Regions from separate parts of the Danio rerio genome. Here region 1 is linked to region 2. The links are chromatin contacts, called in public Hi-C maps. All regions are on one chromosome and are shown on one strand. Each heading gives the region's core, a stretch centred on a gene start, on an enhancer-like site or on the middle of the called end of the contact. The rest is flanking DNA. Distances are from core to core; before and after follow the strand shown. Region 1 holds the start of csnk1a1 (casein kinase 1, alpha 1). Region 2 overlaps fbxo38 (F-box protein 38).

Region 1 (7,378 bases), core at 4,546-7,045, 100 kb after region 2:
AAAAGCTTGAGGCTGGCATTCACACAGACACACAATGGTAAACATTTATTCTAGACAGCACTGCCAAAAATGGTAATACAGGCTTCACTGAAGTACCAAAAAGTACCAGAATTTGTAATGGAAACTGGTCTGAACTGTTAGACGACCATCAGAGCTTGTACTGGTAGGTCATTGTTTTATTTTGCACATGAAGCTTTAACTTTGCCAAATGTTGCCTGTCTGCAAGGGCTCAAAATTATGAGTTATCGGAAACAAAATACAAATCAGGCAACTTCTGTACATTTGAATAGAGAAATAAAACAGTGCAAAGCACTTCAAAAGCTCTCAGTCGGAGGGAGAAAAAAATAAATATAAAATAATAAAACAACCACAAGTCACATATCATGCACAAGTTCCATTTGAGGAGTGAAAGACATACAATCCATGTGCACAGATGTCCACAGCCCAACCGTCAGGTAATTCTCAAACCATCAATAAGTTAAGCTGTAAACACTGTGTTTAAGGACTCACTGCGGTATTACGTTTTCTGGCCCTATGATTTCCCACCAAATAATCTTTGTACATCCCAGCCATCCCGAATCAGCAGAGCAACAACATAACTAACACAGGCTCCCAAGCCAGTATACGTCCATAAGTGTCTCAATGTAACAGGAAACCTTAGCGATCTGCAGTTTTATTTGCAGTCAATCCTCCATGTCACTTTGAAATCAATCATTTTAAAACTAAATAAGGAAACGATGAAAGTTTACCTTATTACAGTGACGGCCAATACCCATTAAAAAGTTGTCTGGCTTGATATCTCTGTGGATGAAGTTTTTTGTGTGCACATACTCGATTCTGCTGATCATCTGTTAAAGCAAAACATGCAGATTAACATTATGCCATAGAGCAGGGGTCAATCTCGTTCCAGGAGGTCTGGTGCCCTGCAGGGTTTAGCTCCAACTTGCCTCAACAGACCTGCCTGGGTGTTTCAAATATATCTAGTAAGACTTTGATTAGCTTGTTCAGGTCTGTTTGATCAGGGCTGGAGCTAAAATCTGCAGGACACCAGATCTCCAGGAACAAGTTTTGTGATCCCTGCCATAGAGCAATTTATTCGAAAAGGAAGAGTTAACCAATCATTACCTGATCTGCAAGCATTAGGACAGTTTTCATTGTGAATCTGCGGGAACAGAAGTTAAAGAGATCTTCCAGACTTGGGCCGAGCAGGTCCATGACTAGGACATTATAGTCCTTTTCTTGGCCATACCACCTGAAAAACATCATAACATACAGATGATTAAACATGGTAATTACTGCAAAACAACTACAAAATGCTGTGCTTTTCTCAAAAAGAGCTGATTCTTCATACTAATTCAGTGACGCATAACATATTGCTTATCTATACAAGACGAAATTATAACAAGGAAATTACAAATAAATGAAAACACTTAAATATGAACAAAGCTGACTAAGCTGTAATGTTACAAAGCAGCATAAATCTTATCAGCAAGGGAAGTGTCTGAGTTACATGGCACACCCTTTAGACAATGGCATCCAATATATCCAGCTGGGTGACATGACTCAGAGTAGAGTCCACAGTAGTAACTAGGCCAATAAAGTCTTTAACAAACCACTTTAAACCAAAAGCACCACTCAACAACATTGCTCCACCATGAACAGCCCAGAACAAAAGAAAAAGTAGCATACTTAATTTGTTTATAGCCAAATCCTGCATCAAATCAGTTAGGGGGTTCTTACGAATATCAGCACAAGTTTGACAATCAGAACTCAAACAAAATCGAGCAGGTGGAGGTTCAAAAGAGTCATGCATTTAGTGAACACACTGCCATAGCAGTCTCTAAGCAACCATCCTGCTAGTGAGTCTTCCAAACAAAGAGGTATTGTGGAGACACAAGGTGCAGCAGCAGACTAGTGTTCATTCGGCCGTCTGTGCCAGAGAGCCAACATCTAGCATTTCATAATGACAATGCAAAATGTACTTTGAACCACAAGCTGACTCCTAATTCTTGCTTGTTTATATGTCAGAAGTAATGGCATTCATGCTAGCTGCTGTTATGAACACAGTGAAAAGTTTTGGTTTTTTTTTATTCCAGTTTATTATCAGTGTTGCTTGTGTGTACAAAATTATACACGTTCACATACCTCTATGACTACAACAATGTAATATGCATTAAATTTAACCTAATAAAAGCTCACGTTTCATAAGCATGCTGTCATCTAAACTAGTTACAGAAGTTCATATCAAGAGAAATCGCTCACGGAAACTACAGGCCTCTCTCTGTGGGAAACTCATTTCCTCTTTTCAAAACTAAGAGGAAGGCTGAAGAAAAAAAAAGTGTAGTTCGCCTGAATATTTTAACTAAATAATCCCAAAGAGGTGTGATGGTAATGTATATACATTTAAACAGAGTGAGAAGACACTTTTCTGTGATTGAGTTTACATTATAGACATTGAACGGCACACAAAGCTTTTTTCTTTCATCAGGAAAGGCTCTGAGTGATTTTAGGTAGTGTGGGGGAGGAAGATCTCGTATGGCAGGTTTTCCAAGCTCTAGTAACCAGCGACTGAAACCGGTATTACACATCATTTGCTGGAAACTTTAATACAGTCATTATAAAGTGGTTTAAGTGGAGTGGTTCTGAGAAAAAAACTCCTACGATAACTAAATACACTTGCTTTAAAACAAATCAATCCAGTTCTTAAAAAAAAAAAAAAAAAATCACCCAAATAACACTCAAATTAAAAGCACTAAAGAAACTACTTAAAAGTTTAATAAAGATGGCTTTAGTTGACACTGTTGCTTGAATCTCATTTTTAAATTGTTTGGTAAATCCAACAACGACATAAGTTACCCAACTCCTAATTGCTCAGGGTTAAATAACCAGCTATGGTCCAGGAGTTCAAATTTCTGTCAGCATGAGATGCCACAGAAATGGACACCTAAACGCAAGTCTGTAATGGCAGGTTATGGCAAAGGCAGGGCATTCTTGTTTATACTGATATTACCAAGTGAAATTTGTCAGCTGAACTACTTTACTAAATGATATATTAGTGTACGATTAAATGTGAAACTAGCAAAACTCATGGCTGGTAAGCATTTATGACATTTCTAGGAAAGAAAGCTAGCTAAGCAGAAATAATATGGTGTGAAACGTTGCAAGAAACTAAGCTTTTGTCATATTTAATGCTGTTATGTGAATTTTCAAAGCAAATGCAATTAATTTAAGGGGAATAGGGGTGAAAGAATAGGATCAAACTGGTCATGCAAATCAATATTGAATACTGAAATAAAATTTATTCTTTTGTGATTAACATATAATTCTATAAGATGCATTAAAGGTCACATGTTATTTATCTTGGTATCTTTTCCACCTCAAAGAAATGTCAGATCTGTGGGACATAGTGAATATAAAGAGTGTTTAATAGAAACTAAACGCTATCTCTCGTTGATTTGACATCTACAGCAAAGTTAATTTTTAATTACCCAAGTAATAGAGCCAAGAGCGGAGCTTCAAGGGGAGGAAAAAAAGAAGATAAAGACTTATCTGTAAGGGTGCCAGGGCAATTAAACACGAACACACCTTACCATATTACTTTAATTTTTAATTTTGCAGTTACATGAATTAACATCTAAGATCTTAACGTCTACCTTAGGTACAAAACAAATTCATCTCCACAAAACATTCAAAAGTCCTTTTGTGACTAATTAAAAGTTTCTCTGGCATTTTTATGCAAAGTCATCTGATCTGAGTGCATTTTAGAAAGATAAGGCCCACTCACCCACAGGCTCTCAAATGTCTTGAAATAAAGGTTAAACTAGGTTAATAAGGCACAACGTCAAGTAGCTTAGAAAACATAAACATAGTTGTGAGGAAACAGCAAATAAAAACATTTACCCTAGCTCAACCACCTATAAACATTGGGAAATAGGGAACTTCTGCAATCGCAAAGTATGACGTTTGAATTAATTAAGATAAAAATAAGAATACGCGACAGAGAATACAGTCACAGTACGTCATTAATTATAATGTGACTAGAATTAATTACTTGAGGCACCCTATGTGAGCCTTTATCTCATATGTTTTTTTCTCTCTCTCTCTATATATATATATATATGAAAAAGAATCAACATTTTGACACAAACAGCAGCCCTGGTAAGGCTCAGTCACCTTGAGAAGACAGCAGCAGACTCGCTAGGCCCTGAAACTTGTTTTCTCTCATCCGCCATTTTCTGATCGAGAGGGAGGACATGTTGAACAAACACAACAAAAGAGCAGCGGCCATTTCCCACTCGCTCTTTACTCATTACTCAGCAACACACAAACACATGTAATAAGTTATCAAATCTTACTCGCTTTACAATATAATAATCCATTTTACAGAGCACGTATTGTTTGAAGACATTTCACCACCGTTCTTTCAAGCGACGCGGTGAAAACCTAGCGCTAATGAACGGGCTAGTTAGCCTGCTGATGCTATATCATAACCGTAAAACTAAACATAACAGTAATGACACTAATGTCATTAAGATCGATGCATAAACCATTGAGACGTTTAATATACGTTGACAAATGCGAGACGTTACTCTGTAACGCTCCTCGATGCGTTGCTTTCGATCTTAAGCTACCCTTAGTCCCTCAGCCAGATCAAACTAGTTCAGCTAATGTTACCACAAAATCCATAATAATGTCTGATATAATCTGAAGTTACTCACCTGATGTGTGGGATCCCGACTCCTCCCTGGAGAATTTTGTACAATTTGCTTTCATATAGGAGTTGAGGATGTCTGGCTTTCTGTGATTCCAATTTCACAGCTACCTCCTGAAATTATAATAAAAATAATGCTCATTTACCAAAAACTCACAGATTAGTGGCGAAACATTGAAAATAGTTAAAGATTTGACAGGACATGATCTTAAAGAAATGTTTTATCCAATCTGCAACGAGTTATCGTTGATTGGTTTCTCATAAACAAGTCGTACAAATATGAATAACGTTATCCGTTAATCTTTCAGGGCTAACGTTACACCAACTATATGTTTGGAAACCATATGGACTTTAATGTTCTGGTAATCAGACTTGTTGAGCTGGACACACGTATAAACCCCTCAATCTTCTTATCCCAGTCATTCAGCACAAGAATTACACATCCATTTCATTTTACCTCTCCATTTGTGATGTTGATTGCCAAATAAATGTCACCGAAGGATCCAGATCCGATTTTACGAACGAGCTTGTATTTCCCACCGACTATAAACTCGGCTTTAGAGCCACTGCTGCTGGCCATGTCCTAAAATCCGAGAAGTACACTGAAACTGTGTAAACGGGCGAGGTTTTTAGGCAGCTCTCTTCTTCAGTCCAGTAGAAACAATGCTAGCTAGCCTAAAAACGGCTCTTCCTTACTAGCTGTGTCCTTAACTCACAACGACGAAATGAAGATGATAACGGACATCGGTTTCAATATAAGTTTTGCTGCCTCGACATTTAAGTAAAAAAAAAAAAACAAGACTATTTCCCCTGAGGTTGAGGCTGTTTTTTCTCTTGAGCAATTCCCCGAATAGCTGTCTAGCAGCTTAGCCTGAAAGGACACGGAGGAGTCGATGTCCTCGACGCTCTCTTCGATTCACCTCGCTCTGAGGGGCGATTTTTCTTCTTAAAGATGCGTTTTCCCGCTTATTTGAACGAACATCAAGGCAACCGACGTTTTAACGTTGAAGAATTTTTGTGAGTCGCTGCTTTCTCTTCAAAGCGCAACCCACTCACTTCGCCATCTTGTCCGTCTCGGGATGAACAGATTCTGCTGATCTGAAGAGAGGAGCGAGACCGCGCTAAAGCGCGCCGCCGCGGGCAGGGGAGGGGTTCACGCGTGATGTCAACGAACCTGTGGGTACGCGCGGCTAGAACGCGAGGGCGCGCAGGGGAATTTTGGAATGTGTATTGTAAAGCCAATGTGTTACTTTTGTTATAGATTATAATTTTATATTTTGACACCACAATCACTATAATGCGACCGGAATGCCACCTTTTAAATACACGACACCCATAGTCTTACATTTGTGTGAGCCTATCAAAGAGGTTTATTTAGTGTTTTATGATGTTACTCTATTAATTCCTGGCACCATTAAAATAATTCACACAGACATGTCTTGACACATTCAATATTTACACTTCTCGCGATGGCTGCGCACTGTCACGCGCGCTGTTGGCCCGTGCGGGCTACATGGTTCGCTTATGCCACCTAGTGAAGTTTAACGAGATCCAGCTAATAAGTGCTCCTGAAAAAGTAAATTTAGTTGTCATGTGTTCCCCCTCATGATTTTCAACCCTCTGCTACTTATACGGTCTCTTCAAAAAAAGGAAAGGAAAGTTTGGAGCAACATGAGTGAGTAAATGATTTGGATAAACTTATTGTTTAAAGGTTTCTCTCAATCAAGTTATTACACATGGCTCTCTTAATGCTAGTTTTAGTTATGTTTGTCCCCACATAAATTAATATAGCCTTCCTAATATCCTGATTGAAAGTTTCATGACAAGTTGGACAATACCTGACAAAAGTGTGGTCGCCTATCCAAGTTTTAGGAACAACAAATAATAACTTGACTTCTAGTTGATCATTTGCTATCAGAAGTGGCTTATATAAATGACAAAGGCCTCTGGATTATGCCTATTTTACCAAAATAAAATATGATCATGCCTTGATTTGTAATTATTTAATTGGGACAGTAATGTCTGACTTTGCTTAGACAAAAGTCTTTCCACTTAACAGAAATAATGTACAGAATAGAATATAAAGTCATGGTGCAGTGGAAAAAGAATGAATATTGTGCATGACTCCCATGAGCTTGGAGGACTGCATCCATACATCTCTTCAATGACTCGAATAACCTATTAATAAAGTCATCTGGAATGGCAAAGAAAGCGTTCAACTCGAAGTCAAGTTATTATGTGATCTTACAACTGGGATCAACGACAATACTTTTGTCAGGTAGTGTAACATAGTTATCATAACATACTGTTACGAACACATTCAGTAAAGTAAAGCTTCATCAAATAGATAAGAGGCTGTAGGGATGGTATACAGTTTAACCCAAAGAATGACCAGTCTGTCAGATGAAGAAGAGCCGGAGTCAGAGATTTCAATAAGTAAATCAAGTTTACTGAAGATACTTTGCAGTTTCATCCGCAGAAGCCAGCTTCAACACTCGCAATGAGTTCCTAGGCCGCTCTGCTTACAATCACCAATCAATAACAATTATACTCTCACATAACGTCATTAACTGCATCATACATATAGGTGTTCTAACCTGATTGGTTAAAACACAGATAGACTAGGAACATTTCCACGTAGTGTTCGTGCGTATATTCTGAACAATA
Region 2 (7,150 bases), core at 1,506-4,005:
TTATGGGAGTTATATGGTACGTCTACATTACTGTCTTTTGCAGACAGCAAGATATATGCTATAGGCTAGTTAACCTTAGCATAGCTTCCCGTCACTTTTTATTAACTTGAAACTCCTCAAATACATTTGGGCACCCGAATAGAAAAAGAGTGAGACTGCTTCTGAGCCATTTCTTGGTCCTCCACCAGTCAAAAAAGAAAAAAAAAAATTCTTTGTGGAAGAATTGTACAGTCAGTGGAGCTGCAGATAAAACAAACTGATACTGTAACGTTATAATGTGTGCAAAAGTGAAATCGGCAGAGACATTAAACATCTGTCAACATCTATGCATAATCATTCATTTCTTTTCGGCTAAGTTCCTTTATCAATCTGGAGTTGCCACAGTGGAATGAACCACCAATTTATCCAGCATATGATTTACGCAGTGGCTGCCCTTCCAGCTGCTACCCAGCACTGAGAAACATCCATACACTCTCTTTCACACACACACAATAGGGACAATTTAGCTTACCCAATTCACCTGTATTGCATGTGTTTGGACTGTGGGGGAAACCGGAGCACCCGGAGGAAACCCACGCCAACATGGGGAGAACCCAGTCATGGCTCGAACCAGCAACCTTCTTGCTGTGAGGCAACAGTGGTACTCACTGTGCCACTGCGCAACCTTCTATGTAATGTATTTCCACATGCACTAAAAGCATCCTCTCCTGATACTGTCTGTGAACCCCCCACAAGCATCAATCCCCTCAATCAGCACAGCTATGTTCTGCTAAATCCTCCACAAGCACCAAACCATCAACACAGCCACATTCTGCCCCAGCAAGTCAGTTTCAAACATAAAAAACAAAAAAAAACAAACAAACTTTGTGTCTGTTTTGTGGCAGGCAGATGACAATAGCAGGGCTGTATCTTTTAGTATTATATAGAATACTTTTGTTCTGCCAGATCTCCCAGGCAGGGTTTGTTTAGATTAATTTAGTTAATATTAGTTTTTGGAATTCTGTGCATTGGAAAGAAGTTCTTTCAGAAGAAGAACAGTTTTTTGAAGTATTATTTGTTTTTATTCTGTCTATTCAGTGTCCTTCAACACGAACGGTGGTGGTGGGGTTCATAATATTCACAATCGTATTTTATTAGTTGTTGGTTTAACCATGGATGAGATAATGGCTTCTATGTTATTTTCTTTTCAATGACATTTCTTATCACATGTTCAAAAACAACAACCAATATTGCATGTCTATAATTTATATAATGGGTAAAATTAAACAATACTTTCACTATAATGTAAATTAGAAGTGTAATAGAAAAATTATAGATTTTTGCGCCATTTTGAATTTTACTCGAATACAAATACAAATACTTTCCCCCCCCTCAACAAATACAAATACCGGCTGCTCTGCACATCCCTAATATATATATATATATATATATATATATATATATATATATATATATATATATATATATATACACACACACACACACACACACACACACACAGCGAGTACACATACATTATGTAAATTGAAAAAAATTTTTGGATGTGCATAATTGCAATTAATCAACTGACGCCACTAATTATTCGAATTTATTTGATGTTGATTTTGTTTAGTTTTTTTAGAATTCAGTAATTTTTTTAAACCACATGCAACTATTTTCCAGCAAATGTGTCATAGCTTAATACATATAATTTAATAATTATGTATAATACTTTTTGAGCCCTGTAAAAGCGTTTGGGATATTTAAGGCACAGTTTGTTGCATTTATGCTGTTTTCAACATTCCTCTCCAGATTGACTCTTTGGCTTTGGAGAAAAAGCTTTTCAGTGGTCCGTATCCATACCACATTGCCATTATCCACGAGTTCAGCAACCCACCCAATGTCAGGAATAAGGTGCGCGTTCGTAGCTGGATGGACACCATTGCCAACATTAGTCAGTGAGTGAACTGCATCATTCATAATACAATACACAACACTAAAAGGTTTCTTTACACTTTATTTATTTAAGAGGGGGAAAATTCATGTTGACTTTCCATGCCTGTCCTGCTTTGTATACAATCAATGAAGAGACCACTTCACATTTCTCTGGATTTATGATTTATAGTTATGTGTTTGAGTATAATATAATTTTTGTTTTATTCTGCAAACATCTCATGACATTTTCTTCCCAGTATAAAATACATGTTTTCATTTAGAGCTGTTTTTGTTTGTAATAAAATAATAATAAAAAAAGTTCTTCTTTATGTCTTTTAACTCATTATTTGTATTTGAAATTTGTAGGAAATGTTATCAGATTTGTTAATTAATTATAGAATTAAAACGTTATGATTTTTTACACAAGCCATACTCAATAAATCCAGTGAATATGTCTTTTAAGTTGTCTTTAAATTTTTATTTTTCATAGTTTTCATATGAAAAGCTTACATATTTTATTTCATCTTGTTGCATAGATTTAAAAATATATTTGTTTAGTGTTTTAGATGCATATTACAATCTCTATAAAGCTGTATTTTTGCAAAGTTGTAATAATTTCTAGTTTTTCAGTAGCGTACTTCTTTAGACTTATAATAATTCACAAAAAATGTACCTTTCCAAATCTGCTTCCTGCTTTGTCCACCAGATGGCACTGTTTTCTTACCATGGTTAACTCACCAAGCTGCTTTTTGTTTATCCTTTCACAAGAGAACTCATCAAGTATGAATTCTTTCCGGAGGCCACACGAACGGAAGAGGATGTGAAGAAGTATCCCAGCTATCCCTGGGGCAGAGACATCTACACATTAGAGGGTGAGAGGAAACAGAGCCCTTAGAGACCAGATCCAAACCCCCCTCACTCATTTCCTCTGGAAACATGGTCATACTGAAGAGTGTGAGAGAGAGCGAGAAATTTACAGTCATATTTACATTGCCCAAATCCCTTACATGGGGTTATTTATCTAAAAGGGATAGTTCACCCAAAACTGAACATTCCTTCATCATTTACTCACCCTTTACTTGTTCTAAACTTATTTAAGTTTCTTTCTTCAGGTGGCATGGTGGCTCAGTGGTTAGCAATGTTGTATCCCAGCAAAAAGGTTACTGGTTCGAGCCCGGCTGGGCCAGTTGTTGTTTCTATGTGGAGTTTGCATGCTCTCCCAGTGTTGGCGTGGGCTTCCTCTGGATGCTCCTGTTTCCTCCACAGTCCAAAAACATGCGCTTTAAGAGAATTTAATAAGCTAAATTGGCCGTATTGTATGAGTGTGTGTGAATGCGAGAGTGTGTGGGTGTTTCCCAGTACTGGGTTGCAGCTGGAAGAGCATTCGCTGTGTAAAACATGCCGGAATCATTGGCGCTTCATTCTGCTGTGGCGACCTATGATCAATAATGGGACTAAGCCAGGCATGTTTAAACTCTGTCTTGGAGGGCCGGTGTCCTGAAGGGGTTAGTTCCTATCCCAATCAGACACACCTGGGCTAGCTAATTAAGCTCTTTCTAGGCTATCTAAAAACATCCTTGCAGGTGTGTTGAGGCAAGTTGGAGCTAAAATCTGCAGGACACCGGCCCTCCGTGACCGAGTTTGTCCACCCCTGGACTAAGCCGAAGAAAAATGAATGAGGTTTCTTTCTTCTGTTGAAAGCATAAGAATATATTTTCAAGAAAGCTTGAAACCTGTACCCATTGACATTTGTAGTATTTGTTGTTCTATATTAGTCAGTGGTTGCAATTTTCAGCTTTCTTCAAACATCTTCTTTTGTGTTCAACAGAATATAGAAACTCATAAATGTTTGGAACCACTGACTAACTAGTGATAAATGTACAGTTTTGGGTGAACTCTTTAAGGCAAGACAATGCAGGTGAATATGGTAAAAAAAAATAATGCTGGGCAATTTTTTTTTTGCGATTAATCATATGCAAAACAAAAGTTTGTTTTGACATATTTTAAGTGTATGTACTGTGTATATTTATTGTGTAATACACACATCCATGCGTATATTGCAAAAATGTGTATAGATATAGATATAAAATGTGTATGTCATACAAATAATACATACATTTTAATGTCTATGTAACAAAATTGTTTTGCATAGTTTTTTTTTTTTCTGTATGTTTGCATCACATATACATAATAAGCATATAAAATACACACATATATTGTTAAAACAAACTTTTGTTTTAGATGTGATCAAGCTTTGCCTAGCACTAAAAACATATTAGAGTCAAGGGTTTTACAGAGTGGATTTTGGAAATCTTTTGTTTTCACTCATCAATTCAGAAAATACTGGGTGGGGGAAAAAACATTTTTGTAGAATAAAACGTTTCTCTTTAGGCAAATGATGTATAAACATAAGCCTCTGTAAAAATCTTCAGAGTACATATATGAATAATTGGAAGGTTTAGTTTAAGCTAAAACAGAGATTTAAAAAAAAAAACTTGTTTTAAAACAAAAATAGATATTTAAAAATAGAATTTAAATAGAATTAAATATAAATTTAAATATTTTTTATAGAATTAAAAATAAATGTAAAAATATTTTGTGGTTAAAATGTACTGATTCTATTTGGTGAAGTATGACAAAAGCATTTAAAAGTATATTTTGAATTTGTTTGTTCTTTACTCTAGACTATGAAAATACTTAAAGTTGCTGTGAAGTGCTTTGAAATGTGCATTGTTATTTAATGTTTGACGTAATCTTAACCAAAACACGAAGAGAGGGTGGGACAGTAGCTCCTCCCCTTTTATAAAAACAGCCAATAGGGTTTTGTTTTATCACAGCTCTTCCAGTGAGAGTGATTGAGCTCAGCTGCATCAAATGAAAAGCAAATTTGAATTGTCTTAAAGGGGGCGGGGCATGTCAGATACTAGAAAGCATTTGATTGGTCATGATTTGATGAGAAACTGAAGTATGAGGTGACGTGAAAAAAAAAAAGTTGATCCATTTTGGCGTAATTGAAAAACTACAAGCTTTACATGTTTATATCAGTTTTATATCTTCTAAATGTGAATTTTGTCACTGTTTTAGAGTGCACTAGCTTATAGATATCCTAAAAATGAACAATACTGATGCTAAAAATATATATATATTTAAATTTTATGGGACCTTGAAACTCAAAAAAACAGAAAATCTGTTTTTACCTGCTGTGTCTTGCTTTAATGGATGAGAAAAGTTGCAGGCTCCATAATGTCAAATCGGCCTGTAAGGATGTGCAGGATGCTTTTCAGTCTAATGGAATAAAAATAGTAATAACATTCAACCTTTCCCACACTCCCTGTGCTTTAGGGGTCGTGGATGGGGCGCCGTATTCGATGATCACTGATTTCCCATGGCTTCGCTCTTTACGCACAGCAGAGCCCAACACTTACGCTCGATACGACTTTGAAGATGATGAAAGCAGTAAGTGATGCAATGTCTGTCAGGAAATAATAATGGTCAGGTGTTAATCTTTAACACATTGATGTTAAATGATGGATGAAGTCTTGCTCAGTAGTTTAGCATGAATCTTTGTTATTAACAGTTTAGCACTGATCTTCATTATAGTTAAGCTAAAATGTAAAGTTATCATTGTTTACTTCTTTAAAAAAGTGCATAAAAAGAGCTTAATCTATTTTATTTTCAACTTTATGCTTGTAATTTTTTTAGTTAGTCAACAAAAATCTAATTATATAAATTGCTCAGCATATATATATATATATATATATATATATATATATATATATATATATATATATATATATATATATATATATATATATATGTATATATATATATATGTATATATGTATATATATATATATGTATATATGTATGTATATATATGTATATGTATAAGTACACCCCTCACTAATCTATCTTTTAAATTCATATTTTAATAGGAAGCATACATTAGATTGGTCAGTACTGAAGACAAATCTAGAGGTCCAAAACTGGTACACCCAAATTTTTATGTTATAGAAAAATATTAAATTCAAAAAAATTAAGAATTTAGTAGAAATTTTGTTGGTTGTAAGGGTTTGTATTTTTCTTATATATATATATATATATATATATATATATATATATATATATATATATATATATATATATATATATATTGCTTGAATTTAATTACATTGTCTCCCTATTTCTAAATGTTTGGTGACCAAAATATTATTTTATTACATATATCTGTTTAATAAAACTCAGGGTTCATACGGTCAATAAAAACCTGGAAAAGTCATGGAATTTTGACATGGCATTTTCCAAATTTGGAAAAGTTTCAGAAAAAAAGAAAAACCCACAAATTTTTGGAAAAGTCATGGAAAACAAAAATCTGTTTACTTAAATATAGGTTAGTTGTCATAATTTCTATACTGTTATTTGCCAATCACATACTCTCATATTATTAGTGTGGTGTAAGCATTATTTAAATCAATTTTACATAGAAATATATATAAATTGAAACTAAATAGATTGCTGCGTGTTTTACAATGTGCTGTAATTTGAACATGCAATGTTTTTCTTTTACCACGCATATACAGACATTGCATGAAACATAAGGTCATGAAAATTGACTTGAAAGTCTGGGAAAAGTCTTTAGTAGTAAAAAATGTGTTTGAACTCTGAAATCTGTTTTGTTTAAACACACCAAAACACATTGCCTATATTCACTAACAAATGGATAATAATAATTTCAAAACGGGGTCTGCTCAATTATTATGAGCACTGTATGAACTTGAGGGTCCTTGCTAAATAAGTATTACTTATTTTAAAAATTGAGTTGTTACTGGCCTCAATGTTTTAAGTAGCCTTATGCATACCGCTATTGACAAATCATTTAATCAAGGGTCCACTTCAAAGTTCTTAGTTCCTCTGTGAATTTAAACCTAAAACATAATGTTGGTTTTGCTATTCTCATTCATTTAGAGCACAAAAGGGTTTTTTAATATTTTAATAATTGTGTTAAAGTATTGCCAAATTGCTTTCTTCACTTTTTTTTAAAACTAATATAAACATACTGTATCTGAAAACATTCAGTTCCGTTCTCTATTAGTACCTGTAGGTAGATTTGTTCATAAAAAATAAAATAAAAGGCATACATAAATAACATTTACAATAATAATATAGGCTGGGACAAAAATTAAAAGTTGAAGCAAGGTGTACAAGGACAATGAAACCAAAAATAAAGGAATTTGTG

Evidence for each region. A called contact is a pair of places that touch in the nucleus more often than the background predicts.
Region 1: a contact with region 2 is called in a Hi-C map of an unstated tissue, with 4 times the contacts expected there. The contact joins the promoter of csnk1a1 here to the enhancer-like site in region 2. A contact is called at or near these places in 3 of 18 Hi-C or Micro-C datasets (caudal fin, embryo and an unstated tissue) and 2 of 4 datasets of contacts at active chromatin or transcription factors (caudal fin and embryo).

Annotation. Positions count from the first base shown.
Region 1 is chr14:43,373,296-43,380,673 of GRCz12tu, forward strand. It overlaps csnk1a1 (casein kinase 1, alpha 1), which reads right to left and starts at 5,796. Exons shown (of 10, transcript NM_152951.1): 1 at 5,169-5,796; 2 at 4,719-4,825; 3 at 1,126-1,252; 4 at 750-848. The coding sequence starts at 5,291.
Region 2 is chr14:43,275,721-43,282,870 of GRCz12tu, forward strand. fbxo38 (F-box protein 38) reads left to right here. Exons shown (of 21, transcript NM_001433086.1): 18 at 1,792-1,937; 19 at 2,683-2,786; 20 at 5,257-5,370. Among named protein-coding and RNA genes, the nearest start is that of fbxo38, 28 kb to the left of the region's middle. Within about 2 kb of position 2,756, at least 17 of the 62 cell types and tissues checked have an H3K27ac peak or open chromatin away from gene starts, as enhancers often do.